2 separate regions of the Cyprinus carpio genome follow, and region 1 is linked to region 2. Evidence: chromatin contacts called from public Hi-C data. All regions are on one chromosome and are shown on one strand. The core of a region is the stretch at or near the end of the contact, and the rest is flanking DNA. Distances in the headings are between cores, read along the strand shown.

Region 1 (3,414 bases), core at 831-3,330, 280 kb before region 2:
GCAAAACTTTATTTTTTTGCGTATATATACGGCATTAGATCAGCTCGTGCGCGAAGTTAAAGCGCGCGAGCAGATCATCTACGGGGCAAGCAGGAATGCGCCAAAGCTCCGCGCGATGAGTCAGTTAATATATATGTGTGTGTATTGGCGCGATTGTTCAATTAATTCGCCAATTTCATACACAATAATAATCATTAACACTCTAAATAACACATAGGTATCCTAATTCTTATACACGCAATGACTATCCATCATTACATTTTTATATTTATGTAGCCTACACAATAATATTCTTTTACACTGTAGCTAATCCTTTTGTTTTTAATATTTGGCATGTTTGTGTGATGCATCCCTGTGTGTAATAAGCAAAGTCAACGCGCACTGTGGACTCGCCCAGAGGCGCATTTTCTACCAACGCGCTCTTTAAATAACAAAAGAAATATTGCGCCATTGACTTTAGACTTTAGACCAGGTTTGAGTTGGTCTATGGCGCAGTCTATTTTCAGCTCCTTAAAATAGCAATGCGCCAGGACACACCTCTTTTTTAGACCAGCACGCCCATGGGCACACAAATGGGCACAAATGCATTTGCTAATTAAACGACGTGGCGCTGGACGGGAAAATGCGAACGGCGCCGGACTGAAACTAGCAAACACACTTGCGCTGCGCCTTGCGTCGCATTGCGCCGGGTGTATGATAGGGCCCTAAATGTCCACTGTTCACTCAAATGATCCTTTGACGTAAACCAAGAGTCTGGCAGTGCTCAGAACTGAGTATTTCCATAAATGAAGGTACAATGAATGTGGAGGCGACAGCAGAAACAGAGAGGCTACACACACACTGTAGTTGTGAATCTATTCAGCTCTCCTGGAGGAGCAGACTTTAGTATGTGTGTGGGAGCCTTTAACACACACTGTACTACACATACTGACGTCTTTAAACTCCACTCAGAACACTTCATAACAATGCCAAAAGGTCGACAACTCCCGTTATCTTCACGGGGCATTTGACATATATCTTTTTCTATGACTTGAGTGCAATGGTCAACTGAAAACTATGCATTCACATGTTGCATACTAAAATAAGACATGTATGGACTGTATTCATTTCTAACAAACATGGTTAGAACAGGTGTTCTATTATAAAAATATGCTATGTTTCTGGTTTCAGTATATGTACCGAAGCAGCTCATTGTAAAATAACATGACAATGACATCATGGAAAATTTTATTTTTAATTGTATAAACCCTTCAATTGACATTCGAAGAAAAGAGTACGGATCAGAAAGGACTACTTCAGATTTTACAAGATAAGATCAATTATACATTTTTTAAATTAATATTTACTGTATATTTAATGTTCATTTAGATGCAATCCCCCTCACTGTTTTAGTTATTTACAACATAAATACAAAGTTCTACCATGAAACTCTAACTCATCTGATAGAGTCACATCATTACTAAAGTCGTTTTAATTGCATGTGCAGCCATAGATAGACTGGGAGTAAAAAATGGCCCTGGATTTTCCTCCCAAATAGGCCCACCACAATTACAAACAGCCGCTACTATCTTACAGTATTACATCAATCAATGTATTGCATTTGTCAAATAACAACACAAAACCCATGATCCTGCTGAAAAAAAAAACAATAGAAACCATTACAGAAATTCTAATGGTTTCCACTACAAATGCCATTACAAACATTACAAACCATCAACTTTTAATCAGTAAAACCATTAAATAATGGTTTCCTGTAGTGTTTTTTGGGACATGTTCCATTAGGATTCAGTGGTTTTAACAAAAATAATATTTAACAACCTGAAATCTACATAAAAAATTCTGTGTAGACGAAACCAAAAAACTAGACAACTAGACAATATTCTAGCGAACATCAAAGAGATTCAGATTTAAAAACAGATTTACCTTCATGTTTACCTTCCTCCGTCTGAGCGCGCGCAGGTGAACGGAGCACGAGACACAGCGCGAGCATCTGCAGCAGAGCGGGATTCATATTCATCATCATCAGAATATTCCCAGTGTGAGGTCAGTCCGTCAGTCTGAGCAGTCAGTTAAATATGGCCAAAGAAGCGCGGAAGAGATGATTCTCCCTTCACTTCACTTCTGCTTGCCCAAGTTTGACAGAAATTTGACAGACGTCTCTCTCTCTCTCTCTCTCTCTCTCTCTCTCTCTCTCTCTCTCTCTCTCTCTCTCCTTTATAATCCGAAATGTACCAAATATTACATTAAGTGAAGAGCAAACGAAAAAATATCAGGTAGTCCATTTCCGTTTGTTGCGGAAAAGTTTATAGACTTAGGCTGTTAATCCTTCGGTATAGGCTACGTCAGTTCAAATCTAACACTTTGATTTAAACAAAAATTTTAATATGCCTACAATCAATAGTTTGAGTTAAAAAAAAGAGAGAAAAGGCTCGAGCGAGCAGGAACGCTGTCTCGTATGGCAAGCCGTTTTAACATTTAAATTTTTTTTTTGACTATCCATAAATATAATTTCGGATCGTCACAATTGTAATTCCATATATCTATATTGGAATTATGACTCGTCATCATAGGAATTAAGATATCTACAATGTGATTATGACTAGTCATAATATGCATTGAAGACATCTACAATGTCATTTTGACTAGTCATAATACACATTCCAGATATCTACAATGCTATTACGACTAGTCATAATCTTCCATTGACTTCCATTGAAAAATATTTTTGGATATCTTCAACTGAGTTTTGACTAGTCGTAATTCTAATTCAAGATATCTTTAAATATGATTTGCCTAGTCAAAATTCTAATTAGAGATATCTCAAATTACAGTTTGACTAGTGATAATTCAATTAGAGATATCTTCAAATGAGTTTTGACTAGTCGTAATCCCAATTCAAGATATCTTTAAATATGATTTGACTAGTCAAAATACAATTTAATATATCTTTAATTCCAAATTTTTAAAGATATCCAAAATACATTTGTAGATATCTGCAATCCATTTATGACTAGTCAAATTACAGTTGTAGATATTTGGAATTTTGATTAGGCAAATCATATTTAAAGATATCTTGAATTGGAATTATGATTATTCAAAACCCACTTAAAGATATCTGCAATTTAATTATGGATATCCCAATCAGATTTTTGACTAGGAAGAACTATATTTAGAGATATCTGCATTTAGCTTTGTGACTAGGCATAATTGCAATGTAGATATCTGGAATTAACAATTTGACTAGTCAAAATACGTTTATAGATATCTACAATGTGCATGCAAATAGACCTTTGTTGAGCCCCACCTTAAACATTTTATTTAATCAATCCTGGTTTGGAAACTGTTTTCATTCACAATTTTTTCTAAGAGTTGTATAATAAAGATCCTGCATCTTTGGGTGATTTTAATCTGTGT
Region 2 (3,266 bases), core at 70-2,569:
CACGAACTGTCAGTATATAAAGCTTCGATTTAAAATCAAACGTGTTTAAGGGAGCCTGAGGTTAGTCACACAGTGGCTTTATCAAAGGAACTGTAAGGCTTTGAGTCAAATGTCCAAATACACAAATCTATATTATCTCTAGCAGTGTGTCCATATTGTGACTGGGTTATGTTGATTTGTATCTTTCTATTTTCCTAGCCACAGTGGAAATGTTAAATAGATTCTGTTTCGTAAACCATGCCTTGAAAAAAGCTGACTTTTAAAGTAGTAATAATGACAGAAGTGTGACAACTAGCCTTGGCCTCCCCTTTAAAATCAAGACAGAAGGTAACAATATTAAAGCTGCATAACCAGCATGAAAGTATACTTAATGCACATGTAAATGTGTCTACTAAGACAGTAATACGAGAAGGTGTTTGTGAGGAATAATAATCTGATCATGATGCTGCGGGGGTCTGACTCCGGCTGAGCTGTCCATGGTGCTGACGCCCGACCCACCTCCAGAAAACCCCTTCCACACGAAACACATCACGAATATAATTTCCAACTATTTTTTTGTAACAGACTTCGTCGTTTATTAAAGGCATCCTCGTTATTAAATGATTCTCCTCAAACCCCTGCAACAGACCCCAACAATGTAGTCACGAGACATCGAAATACAACTGCGCTATCACATGATATCTAATACGATGGTCTTTAAAAACATTAATATGGCGCTAAATTAATCATTTAGATTACTGCTGGAGCTCATAAAGGCCTACGACCCTTTGACAATGTCGGCGCAGGATACAAAGATCGGAGCTTCTCCGTGAAGAGAGGCGTTTGGCACGAAGCAGATGGATGAAATTGTTCTTATGCAATATCACTACAATTCATGCAAAAGCAAACCAGAATCAATTCAAACCCGAGCGCAATACGAGCCGTCATAATATCTGAAGAGGCGTAAGACAGCAAGCACATCATCTGTAATACAGATCTTCATTCATTTGGAGAGATAGAGAGACGGTGCGTGCCTCGCGGAAGGCCTGCTCCTTTCTGTTTCCAGCAGCAATATAAGACGCGCTGTCATGTTTCACCAAACGTACAGACAACATTTCAAACCGTCGGAACCACTTCCAAAAGCTTCATTTTAAAGCAAACACAATAACTGAAGTATCTGCATTACCTTGCGAGCTGATACCAGCCGATTTTGGACACGGAGAGACAGAGAGGAAATCTCACGAGAGTTTACGCCGACAGCACAGGCTTGGATGGGGATTTCTCGCGATGTTTGGTTTTCGCATCTCGAGACTGCCTCCAGTCAGGTCAGGTAGCATAGCCAAACAAATGACATGTCAAGGAAATGCTTGAGGTGTCACAACACAACAGTCCTTCACTACAACATTCCCTGGAAATTCTTAGCAAATATCTAGCATTTTCGTATTGAAGCAGAAAATGTGTAGGCCTGCATTCATTTTTGACCCATTTGGGGCTATTTGAGGGAAACAAAAGGGAAAATAAAAAGACATTGTGAGTCTTGAAATGAAACAATAAATAAACTGTTAAACTGATGCTTAATATGAAATAGTTTATGGCGGTCTACTTCAGACTTGTTAATGTTAAACTATACTAAAACTAAAACCATTACAAAATATAATTTCTTATAATTAAATAAACAATTACTGAAATATTTTTTTTAATGTTTTATTTCAGCTAGTTGCCAAGGCAAGGCATTTCTCATTTTCATTTAGTTTAAGCTAAAGCACTAAAATGACTAAAACAAAATAAATTAAAACTTAATATGAACTATAGCCTACATAAATATATTTCAAATAAAGCTAAATAATAATAATAAAAAAAAAACTAAATACACAATATTACACACAAAAAAACACTTAACCTTAAATTACAATGAAAACAGAAAATTAAAAAGTCTAATTCAAAATATTAACAAAAACTATAATAGTAGGGATACTAAAATAACATTAACTAATGATAATAAAATAACAGTAATAAAAAGTGATAATAAAATAACATAACTTGCAAAGATAACATGATAACTCAAGGATAACGTAAAGGGATAGTTCTCCCAAAAATGAAAATCCTGTTGCATTGCTGTCTACAGAGGGTCAGATTTTACCAAAAATATCTTTTAATTTGTGTTGTGAAGATGAACGAAGGTTTTGGAACGTCATGAGGGTGAGTGATTAATGACAGAATTTTCATTTCTGGGTGAACTAACCCTTTAAAAATATAAAGATAAGATGTGAACTCAAAGAAAATAATTATACTTATAGGCTAGAGGTTAGGCAATGTCTTTATAGCTTATTTATGGTGCAGAAACATTATATAGACTATAGATTAAAATTTATATAATTCACATTTATCTATGTTTTTATTAAAGTTTATTGTAAAGAAAATAATCTTAAAGCTGTAGTGCGTACTTTTCGGATCTTAAAATACTTCATGCTCGTTGCTCATTGGTTCGACGTGGCGGGGGCGGGGCTATCTGTTTATACGAGCAATGGAAGACGGGGGAGTTTTCAAGAAACTTGTTTGACATCAACTATTATTTTTTTTAGTTCCGGTTACTGACGCTTGTTTTGCAGAAATCACACACTTTGCCTTTAAACAAATCGAGAAAAAAATGATGCAGTAGTGCTTTTCTCAAGCGCAGAACACCACGCGCCTCCAGCGGGGCGGATCTCTAACAGCAGCAGCCATGTGGAGAGACTTCTGGGATGCTGGCGGATTATAAGGCGGGGATTCCAGTGACCCAGGTATTGGTCCAGTGCTCGAGGGTCGTCTAAAAGCCTGCCGTTATCTCTTCACTATAATAACACATCAGCTTTAACCGGTGACTTCTTGTGTCCGAGTGTATATTGGCTCGTTCAGTCTGCAGTGGGGCGACTCTCGTGACGGAAGTGAGCCACTTAGAGTAGCTTTTATCCTTTTTTGTGGTCATTGTTTGGTGCAGATTTTCTCATAACGTGAGACACGATGCGAATTCGGACAGGAATCGCCTTGATTTTTCTCGCAGCTTTTGCATTTGTTGCAGCTGAGGACGGAGACAGCAGTGAAAGCGTGATCGAACAGTTGGTTGTGGAGACGTTGGTAAGCTGGGTCAAGTTTTTTTTTATTTAAAGACTAGAGTGACTATTACTACAAGAGTCCACGTAGCAGCTCGATGCATGCGTGCTTTGATGACAAATGCACATTTAACATGCATATTCACAATGTTGCATCTATTTTAGTACAGTCGATGGTCTGCGCATTTCATTTTCTTA

What was found. A called contact is a pair of places that touch in the nucleus more often than the background predicts.
Region 1: a Hi-C map of skeletal muscle shows a contact between it and region 2, with 5 times the contacts expected there. The contact joins the promoter of LOC109046348 here to the promoter of LOC109055405 in region 2. A contact is called at or near these places in 3 of 8 Hi-C or Micro-C datasets (red blood cells and skeletal muscle).

The regions. Positions count from the first base shown.
Region 1 is chrB6:6,321,013-6,324,426 of ASM1834038v1, reverse strand. It overlaps LOC109046348 (receptor tyrosine-protein kinase erbB-3-like), which reads right to left and starts at 2,080. Exons shown (of 29, transcript XM_042725439.1): 1 at 1,924-2,080. The coding sequence starts at 2,023.
Region 2 is chrB6:6,038,058-6,041,323 of ASM1834038v1, reverse strand. It overlaps LOC109055405 (ADP-ribosylation factor 3), which reads right to left and starts at 1,319. Exons shown (of 5, transcript XM_042725437.1): 1 at 1,166-1,319. It overlaps fkbp11 (peptidyl-prolyl cis-trans isomerase FKBP11), which reads left to right and starts at 2,656. Exons shown (of 6, transcript XM_019072625.2): 1 at 2,656-3,093. The coding sequence starts at 2,980.